2 separate regions of the Mus musculus genome follow, and region 1 is linked to region 2. A link is a contact called in public Micro-C data. All regions are on one chromosome and are shown on one strand. The core of a region is the stretch at or near the end of the contact, and the rest is flanking DNA. Distances in the headings are between cores, read along the strand shown. Region 1 holds the start of Rassf10 (Ras association (RalGDS/AF-6) domain family (N-terminal) member 10). Region 2 has its middle 33 kb from the start of Rassf10.

The links. A called contact is a pair of places that touch in the nucleus more often than the background predicts.
Region 1: a contact with region 2 is called in a Micro-C map of muscle stem cells, with 3 times the contacts expected there. The contact joins the promoter of Rassf10 here to the enhancer-like site in region 2. A contact is called at or near these places in 1 of 39 promoter capture datasets (macrophages), 4 of 484 Hi-C or Micro-C datasets (colorectal tumor organoids, embryonic stem cells, muscle stem cells and 1 more), 2 of 115 datasets of contacts at active chromatin or transcription factors (both in embryonic stem cells) and 1 of 9 other capture datasets (pancreatic islet).

The regions. Positions count from the first base shown.
Region 1 is chr7:112,952,438-112,956,855 of GRCm38.p6, reverse strand. Rassf10 (Ras association (RalGDS/AF-6) domain family (N-terminal) member 10) reads right to left here and starts at 2,894. Exons shown (of 1, transcript NM_175279.3): 1 at 1-2,894. The coding sequence starts at 2,662. The coding sequence ends at 1,136.
Region 2 is chr7:112,918,691-112,922,867 of GRCm38.p6, reverse strand. No RefSeq gene overlaps it. Among named protein-coding and RNA genes, the nearest start is that of Rassf10, 33 kb to the left of the region's middle. Within about 2 kb of position 2,812, at least 1 of the 459 cell types and tissues checked has an H3K27ac peak or open chromatin away from gene starts, as enhancers often do. A contact at or near this core is called in muscle stem cells, where this site is marked.

The DNA of each region.
Region 1 (4,418 bases), core at 1,645-4,144, 34 kb before region 2:
TTCCCCATGGCTCCCTGCTATCTATGGTTATTCTATTTGTTTACCCACCGTGGCCTATCAGATTCCTCCCCCCCCCCTTTTGGGGCCTTTGCTAGTAAACCCTGCTGTTTGCACCTGAAGTTAATTGGCACTTGCAGTTTACTTGAGAACCAGAACCTCATCTCCAACCGAAGATACTGAAGTTGGACTTGGGTCTGGGTAAAATTCATGAAGATCATAGCTGGTGTTTAATCACGGAGCTGTAGTTAGCAGCTAAACACTATGCGGAGATTCTTACTTCCAACTTGTAGCTGACACCAGAACGTTCTTTGAAAACAGCAAAGCAGGCTGCACCCCCTTCTGCAGCTCCCCCTTCTTAACTGTAATTGAATCATGAATTACAAGCCAGCACCTCTGCCTTTGCAGAAACACACCCCAAAAAGCCAGACTACATTTTTACCCTGGATTATGTATGCCAGGATTTTATAACTCAAAGTGCTATGTTTCAGGCTGAAGGTGGGGAGCCTTTAACACAATGTATTTAGTAAGGAGAGGCCCAGCCTTGCATCCCAGTGCAGTTTGGCCTTTGACAGAAATAAAAGGCAAATGATTTAGCAGATGGGTAATTCCCAAACCTGAAGAAATGTAAACAGTCAGGATTTTGATGCCTATGGGTTTTATCAAAGATGTTAAGCAAGGCAGAGACCAACACTAGTGCGCCCTCTTTGGCTAGTTTGAACACGTTTCCAGTCACAATTAACATTCAAGGAATTTCCTTTCCATCCAAGTGTTTTCTTTTAGCAGCACTTTATGCCACAGACCAAAGTTCTAGCTGTCATCAGTCCTTCCCATGCACAGGAGTGGTAAAAAAAAAATGTCCCGTAATGTTTTCCTTTTCTCTTGTTTTGAAAATGGGCTTGGACCTCATCACTTACCTAATGTGTTTTTAAAAAACAGGGAGGGGTTCTCACCTCCTGACTCCACTTCCCTCTAAAGCTTAGAAGCTTAGGGCTTCCTTGTCCAGGACCCTCCTTCACACTCACTCTCCAGACCCATCCGTGGGAACTCTGAGCTCACCCCCATGGCCTCACTTCATGTCCCTGAGCAGGCCAAACCAGTGCATTCTGCAAGCGTCTAAGCTTGCTCCCTACTACTTCTACACAAGGGATTCACACACAGGGGGTACCGAGTCTGAGTCTTGGCTATGCATGGAGCTCAGCCCAGTATCTGAGTCCTCATCGTTGCCCGGGCAACTCTTAGCCAGTCCCCGGGCCTGGTCTACCCACATTTCTGCACAGGTCTGAGGCTGAGGTTCGCGAGAGGGTCCGCTGGAACCCAGAGCCCCATCATGCACCACCGTCTGCTCAAAAGTGTGCAAACTCTGGAGAAGGCCCTGAAGCTCGCGCTCCTTAATGTCCCTCTGCTGCTGGCTGTAATCCAAGTCCGCCTTGACGGCCTCCAGGTCCGTGCTGAGCCTCAGCCCGATGTAAAGGCTGGTGCTGAGCTGCGTCCTGACCCGCTCCTGCTCCAGCAGCAGCTCGCCATCCGGACCACCATCGGGCTCTAGGGACTCCTCTCGAGCCGCCAGCTCCTCATTGCGCCGCTGCATCCAGCGCTGGTTCAGTTCCTCCTGGATCTCGGCGGACAGGCGCTCTAGCAACTCCTCCTGCTGGGCGCGCTCCTCCTGCAGCCGCACCAGGTCGTCACAGCGCCTGGCCAGCTCCTCCAACGCTGCCGCCTGCGCCTCGCTGTCCAGGGGTGCCGCCGGTTCTGTCCCCTTCTCCTCCAGTGTCGCATCTTCCGGCTCCCCTTCAGGAGTTTGTCCGTCCAGGTCGATGCCGGCCCCCACTAGATAGGTATCCTGCACGTAGTTGACTCCGTGCCTCCGCATGCGGTCTAGGTGCACCTTGGCTTCGTAGCGGTCTATCTCGCGGTCCAGCTCCCGGAGCCGCTGCACCTGCTGGCGAATCGTGTGGTCCTGCGACAGCACCAGATGCACCAGCGTCTCCATACGTTCTACCGACGCGCTCTCGTGGGTCCGAGCAGACGACGAGCAGGACGAGGCGGTGGACGACGACGTGGACGAACAAGGTGACGACGGCTGCTGCTGGCGCCTCCGGTTGAGCTTGGCCAGTTTGCGGAAGGCCTTGCGTACCACCCGCCGCTGCTTCTCCTGGGTCAAGGCCAGGCTGGGCCGTGCTGGGGCGCCCCGGGCCAAGCAGGGGCGCTCGCGGCTGAGCACTACCCGCGCCTCGGCGCTGCGCGGTCCGGCGTTGGGCAGCGACGCTTCGCTGCGCACCAGCACGAAGCGTACATTCTCCTGCTCGTCGCCCCAAGCAGTCCAGAGGCGCAAGATCCGCGTCTTGTTGGGCAGGATGCGCTCAAAGCCGCGCCACTTCTCCACAATGCAATAGCACTGCGGGGGCCCACATAGCATGCCCGGGGGCATCGCGTCGTCGTCATCCTCGTCGTTTTCGTCCGGGGGCTCGGGCAGCTCCAACTGGCCCGAAGGGTCTTCCGTCAAGCCCCGTCGCTGGCCCCGCCGCTGCCTGCAGCGCCGCCGGCAGCCGTCCTCCAAAAGCACCCGCACCACGTCCGAGCAGGTGGTGCGGCGGGAGAGGCCGGACACCAGCTTCTCCTCCTGGCAGATCCACACCGATATCTTCTTCTCCGAAGGATCCATGGCGCAACCGGGACGTGAGGAGCAAGTCCGGCTAGGTGCAATTAGGGCAGCAGGGCCAGCGCGGGCAACCTGGCAGCTCCCGAACTGCAGTAGAATCCGTGACCCTGTCTCCGGCCTCACTAGCCTTTCTCCCGGACTATGTACTGAAATCGGGCAGCGGCTGCTTTCGGCTCGGACGGCGGACTCTCCCAAAGCAGCACGCCGGGGCTCAGGTTCCAGCGGCTCTGGCTCTGCCCGCGGTGCCCGAGGCCTCCGGGTTTTGCTCCTCCCCACCTGGCTCCACCTCTTCCCGCCCCCCAGCGCCCTGAGCCGCTGCTGAGAGCACCGCAGGCGGGGCGCCCAAACTCGCCCCTCCCAGCCCTGCGGACGGGTCTGCCCCTGGCTCAGGTTACTGGCGTCCAGTTCCTAGTTTTTTCCACTCAGAGCAAAGATGGACTCCCGGGACCTTTCTGATACAAGGCCTGGAGCCTTCACCTCTAGGCATCAGCTCTGCGCCTGGAGCCCGCACCTCTGCGCCTCCCTGGGCTCAGCTACGCCTTGCCTCTAGACTTGGTTGGAAACACCTTAACCCGATGTGCGTGGTCTTGTGCCTTCTGTACAATGCACTTTGCACAGACGGGGAAACTGAGGCACCTAACAGTTTCTACTAGAGACGTTGTGATCCACTACCTGACCAGCTCACCTTTGTAAGCGCTGCCTCTAAACCTTCCAGTCTTCCTCAACCACAGTGGGGTCCATGATCAGATTTGCAATGATCTAAGGGTGGTACCCAATTCCCCATAGGTCAGATCTGTAGGTCCCCACTTTGCCCCTCCACTTCCCACAGCCTTGTTGACAGAGAAGTCAGGGCCAAACCTAAATTGATCACCAGTCCTGACTCCAAAGGGGAAACCGAGGCTATTACTATGACTGTTCCCATTGCATCTAAATGTCGTCTGGAAGTGATGAGAATCAAGTATCAGAACAGAAGAAATTCAAAGCCACTCTAATCGAAGCTTAAAACCCTCTCAGTGAAAGGCTTGTCCAGGGAAGCCCAGATCTGACAGCTCACTCCCCTGCCTCAAGACCTTGGATGTCTCATTATTTCTTGGAAAGTGCTTTGGTCGATTGAATGATTCCTTCCTGGAACATTTGCTGGGTTCCCACTGTGCTCTAAGTCCAGTGCAAGTGGTGTGATGATGAGCAAGCCTCCTGGCCTGCCAGCAGCTCACCATAGCTCAAGAGACATTTCCAATCAGTCTGGCGGTTCCTCAGAAAACTGGACATAGTACTACCGGAGGATCCAGCAATACCTCTCCTGGGCATATATCCAGAAGATGCCCCAACAGGTAAGAAGGACACATGCTCCACTATGTTCATAGCAGCCTTATTTATAATAGCCAGAAGCTGGAAAGAACCTAGATGCCCCTCAACAGAGGAATGGATACAGAAAATGTGGTACATCTACACAATGGAGTACTACTCAGCTATTAAAAAGAATGAATTTATGAAATTCCTAGCCAAATGGATGGACCTGGAGGGCATCATCCTGAGTGAGGTAACACATTCACAAAGAAACTCACACAATATGTATTCACTGATAAGTGGATATTAGCCCCAAACCTAGGATACCCAAGATATAAGATATAATTTGCTAAACACATGAAACTCAAGGAGAATGAAGACTGAAGTGTGGACACTATGCCCCTCCTTAGATTTGGGAACAAAACACCCATGGAAGGAGTTACAGAGACGGAGTTTGGAGCTGAGATGAAAG
Region 2 (4,177 bases), core at 1,563-4,062:
GGTCAGCTGTGTCAGCTCAGAGACACAATGGGGACTACGAAAGGGCTTTGGGGCTCATTTTTGTTTACGTTGGTTATGAGTCTACATGGCTGCCTTTCTTCTGAAAGTACCTGGGGGTTTGAGAAAGCACAGCCTGAGGCGAGGCAGCCTCTGAACAAACAGAAGACGTGCTGTCCAAACAAAGAGCTGAGCACAGAATCGGAGCACCTAAGCGGGGGACCCTGGGTGTCATCTCTGCGTGGCATCCACACTCACTTGTGTTTTTACAATCCCATGGGATAAATACCACCAACAGCTTATGGGTGCTGTAGAAAACTCTTCCTGAGGAGTAGTAATCAAACATGGCACCTCAGCTAGGGCATCAACATCTTGGAACAATCCCACCAAAGTCCAACTTTGCCACCAATGCATCTACAGAGTTTACAGGGCAAAGGCGAGAGGTGAGTTACAGGGTGAAAGCGAGAGGTTACCTGAGTGCCTTCAAGGCAACACATCGCCAAAAAGTCTCACACCTGCACGGATGATGACTTCCTGTAGCTGCGTAGATGGAGTCGACCTTTGGCTAACATTCCATACTCTATACACCTCCTCTACACACCTCCAGAGACCCAGCGACCACATGCTTCTGGGGCCAAATTTACATACAGCTGGGAGGGGGCTGTAGGAAAGAGTGGCTAGAACCTTGGGTAAGAGCTTGGTGAACCCCAAAAGGTATTATAAAAGCTCAAGGGAGTGTGGGTGCCATGTAGAAATGACACACAGACTCTCTTAGATTAGTCTCCTCTCCATGTTCAGCTTCTTTGGACAGCTCATTCCCTGCTTGGCCCTGAATGAGACTGCTTCATCTCATTCAGGGACATCTTGATGGTCTCTCGTGGGCCGTTACAGTTGCTTTGAAGGCAGTAATGGCTGCTATGCTCAGAGAGTCTGGTTTGAGACTAGGTAATGCTATCCCCTCCCACTTATTGTGTACAGCAGCCATTGTCAGACATAGCCTTGCTTGTATCTATAACCACAAAGGCAAGGCAAAGCTAAATCCAGGCAGGCCATGAGCCTCGCTCCTCAGCTGGGTGACAATCATGGACTCAGCAATGGCACATGTCCTGTCTCTTATATGGACTCTGCTTGTCTCGTTGATGAGTTCTACCTGATATGGGTATGCCTTGGAATCTGTAGTTCACCTCCATTACATAGGAACACTTACAGCTCCATCTTCTTTGGACTCTGATATGCTTTGGGACTACCTCAGGAGTGACTGAGTCTTCTATGTAACTTCTAAATCAACCCATCGAAACAAAACTGTCTCAGGCTGCCAGAAGTGTAGGAGATTAAGTAGAAGGATCATTTTCATGGGGTTCCAACCAATGATGAGCTTCTGAGAACCTCAGAGCTTTGGGACGCAGAGTGAACTGAGGTGGGGTTGCAACAATCAAAAGGTTGCGTAGGCCCTTCTTACCATTCCAGTCTGCTTTCTACTGCGGTGGTAAAACAGCAACCAAAAACAACTTTGGGAGGGAAGGGCTAATTTGGCTTGTATGTGTTAGTCCATCATTAAGAGAAGCCAGTGCAGGAACTCAAGCAGAGCAGGAACCAAATTGGAAACCTCGAAGGAATGTTGCTTACTAGCTTGCTCCCCATGGCTTGCTCAGCCTGCTTTCTTATACAGTTGAGGTCCAGCTGCCCAAGGGCACCTCCCACAGTGGGCTAGGCCTTCCCACATCAATCATGAACTAGGAAAATGTCCACACAAACTTGCCTACAGGCCAAATCTCATGGTGTCATTTTTCTCACAAGGTTCCTTGTTGTCAATTGGCTCTCTCTGTGTGAAGTCAGCACACTTGGTAGAGAGAGATGAGCCAGCAGAGCACGGGCATAATCTGGGTGCCAGCTGTCCCGACAGAACAAATGATCTGACAGAACTGGGTACAGCCTGAGGGATTGCCGTCTTACACATATTCTCACTTACAGCACATGGAGGCGAGATGGCGTTCTTATACCTATCTTATTAGAGATTGGATTTGTGGAGCTGACATTGTTTTTTTTTTTTTTTTTTTTTTTTTTTTTTTTTTTAGAAAGTCAGTAGACAAGGATTCAAATCCATGTTATTCTACTTCATAGCTATGAGCCGTTGAAAAATTGCCCAAGTTGGAGTCCAGTGCCCTCCTTAGGAAAGGAGAGATGGCAATACAGACCTTGCTGGAAAACTGTCAGGATGAGAGGCAGCCCCATGGAGACCGATGCCAGCTACTTGGGAAGTCTTTGAAGGGGTCTGTCTTCTTTATAGGCAGCATAGCCCTGCACTGGACACCCTTCGCTGGCTCCCACTGTCAAGGTCAAAAGAGCTTTCGAAAGAGTTCAGGTTTTGCAGGAATAGCAACCACACATATGACCTTGACTGAGGGGTTCTGGGTTTTGCTTGTTCTGTTTTAGGTTTGGGGGTGGAGAGCATTGTTTTATTTTGAGACAGGGTCTCAATGCATCCCAGTCTAACCTTGAAATTGCTATGTAGCTGAAGATGTCCTTAAACTTGTGAACCTACAGTGCTGGGGTTACAGGTGTAGGACACTAGACCTGGTTCACAGTGTGCTGGAATGGAGCCAAGAGCATCATGTACAGTCCCTTGGCTTCAGGGTTTTTTTTTTTGTTGTTGTTGTTATTTGACAATTTTAGACAGCTGGCTGAATTCACTATGTTGCCCAAGTTGTCCTCGACCTCATGATCTTTCAGGTTGGCCTCCAAAGTTCTGGGGTTACCAGCATGTGCTTGTAATGGTTAAAAACATGAAGCCAACCAACCCTAGTAGTCTCTTCTATCCAAGCCGCCGGCTTCCAGGAGTGTTGACATGGCAGTTTGCTGCCCTCTGCTGTCCACAAGAGGAACGTACTAAAGTGGGTTTTTGTTGTTTTTTTTTTTTTTTTGGTTGGTTGGTTTGATTTGGTTTGGTTTTATTTTTTTAATTTCCAAGAACCCTGTGGCCCCAGGTGGCCCAGCCATACAAAACTTGCTCTACTTCTCTGAAAATAGCCCCAGAAATGGTAGTGCCAGGCCTGACTGTATAGTCTGAGGGGCCCAAAGACCTTGGTAAAATGTGTGACCTTGCAAGTTGTCCCCTGATTTCCATGAGTGTTACCCCTCCTTCTGCCTCCCTCTCCCCTCTTCTCTCTGTCTCCATCTACCCCTTCTGTCTTTCTGTATCTGTGTCTCTTTATGTCTCTGTCTGTCTCTGTGTTTCTCTGTGTCTCTGTCCCTGTATCTCTGTCTCTGTCTCTCTTACATGCACACACACACACACACACACACACACACACACACACACACACACACACACACACCAAAGACAAAACCTTTAAAAAGAAACACAGGAGGTTTTCTTTTTAAAACATGGTATTAAGCTAAGCTTTGGGCACTTATAAAGGTGACATCTTTATGTCCACCTGTGCCTTATGCCCTGAAACTAGGATGTCCTCATTTCTACCTGCTCCTGACATTAAACTCCTGGGCCACTAATCCCCTGAAGGATTTCCAGACGTTGCAAGATAGTAGATGGAGGTAAGTCTCTCCCTAACAGGATGGTCTTGTAAACAGAATTCTCTCGAGCAGACTCTATCACAAATCCAGCCTCTTTCCAACTCACTATTAAGGCCGGGGAGGGGGGGGGTAGGCAAAATCTCAGTACCCCCGTCCAGGCCCTGGGAGTCAATTCAGTCTTAGGCGCTGGTCCAGCAGAGATTCAGATGTCAATTCTGAACAGAGAAAGCTACATTGAGGACAGAGGAGACTTAAGACTATAGGGTGAGAAAATTCACTTAACAAAATTCTCCGAGAGATTATTCCAAAAGAGACCATGGGCCCACTGCTGTCACCTGCTACAAGGTAACTCGGTGTACATCTGGGGAAGAAGGAAAAAGGACGACGCAGAAAGACGCCAGGAGGGTTGGTGGGGGCGGGGCATGGCGCGGGCATCTCTGTGAGGGAATCTTGGCAGTGAGGTGGGGCAGCCTGGAGTGGATTCGGGGAACTGGTGATGTGTAAGGGGAGTGAAGCTCAAGATTAGCAGCAGTGGGAAATCACGCAGGCTCCAGACGGAGGCATAAGCACCCAGGGACCGCGCACACCGAGCCTCCCTCAGACTGGACCTGAGGGCATCACAAAATCAACTGTGCTGGTTCAGAGAATC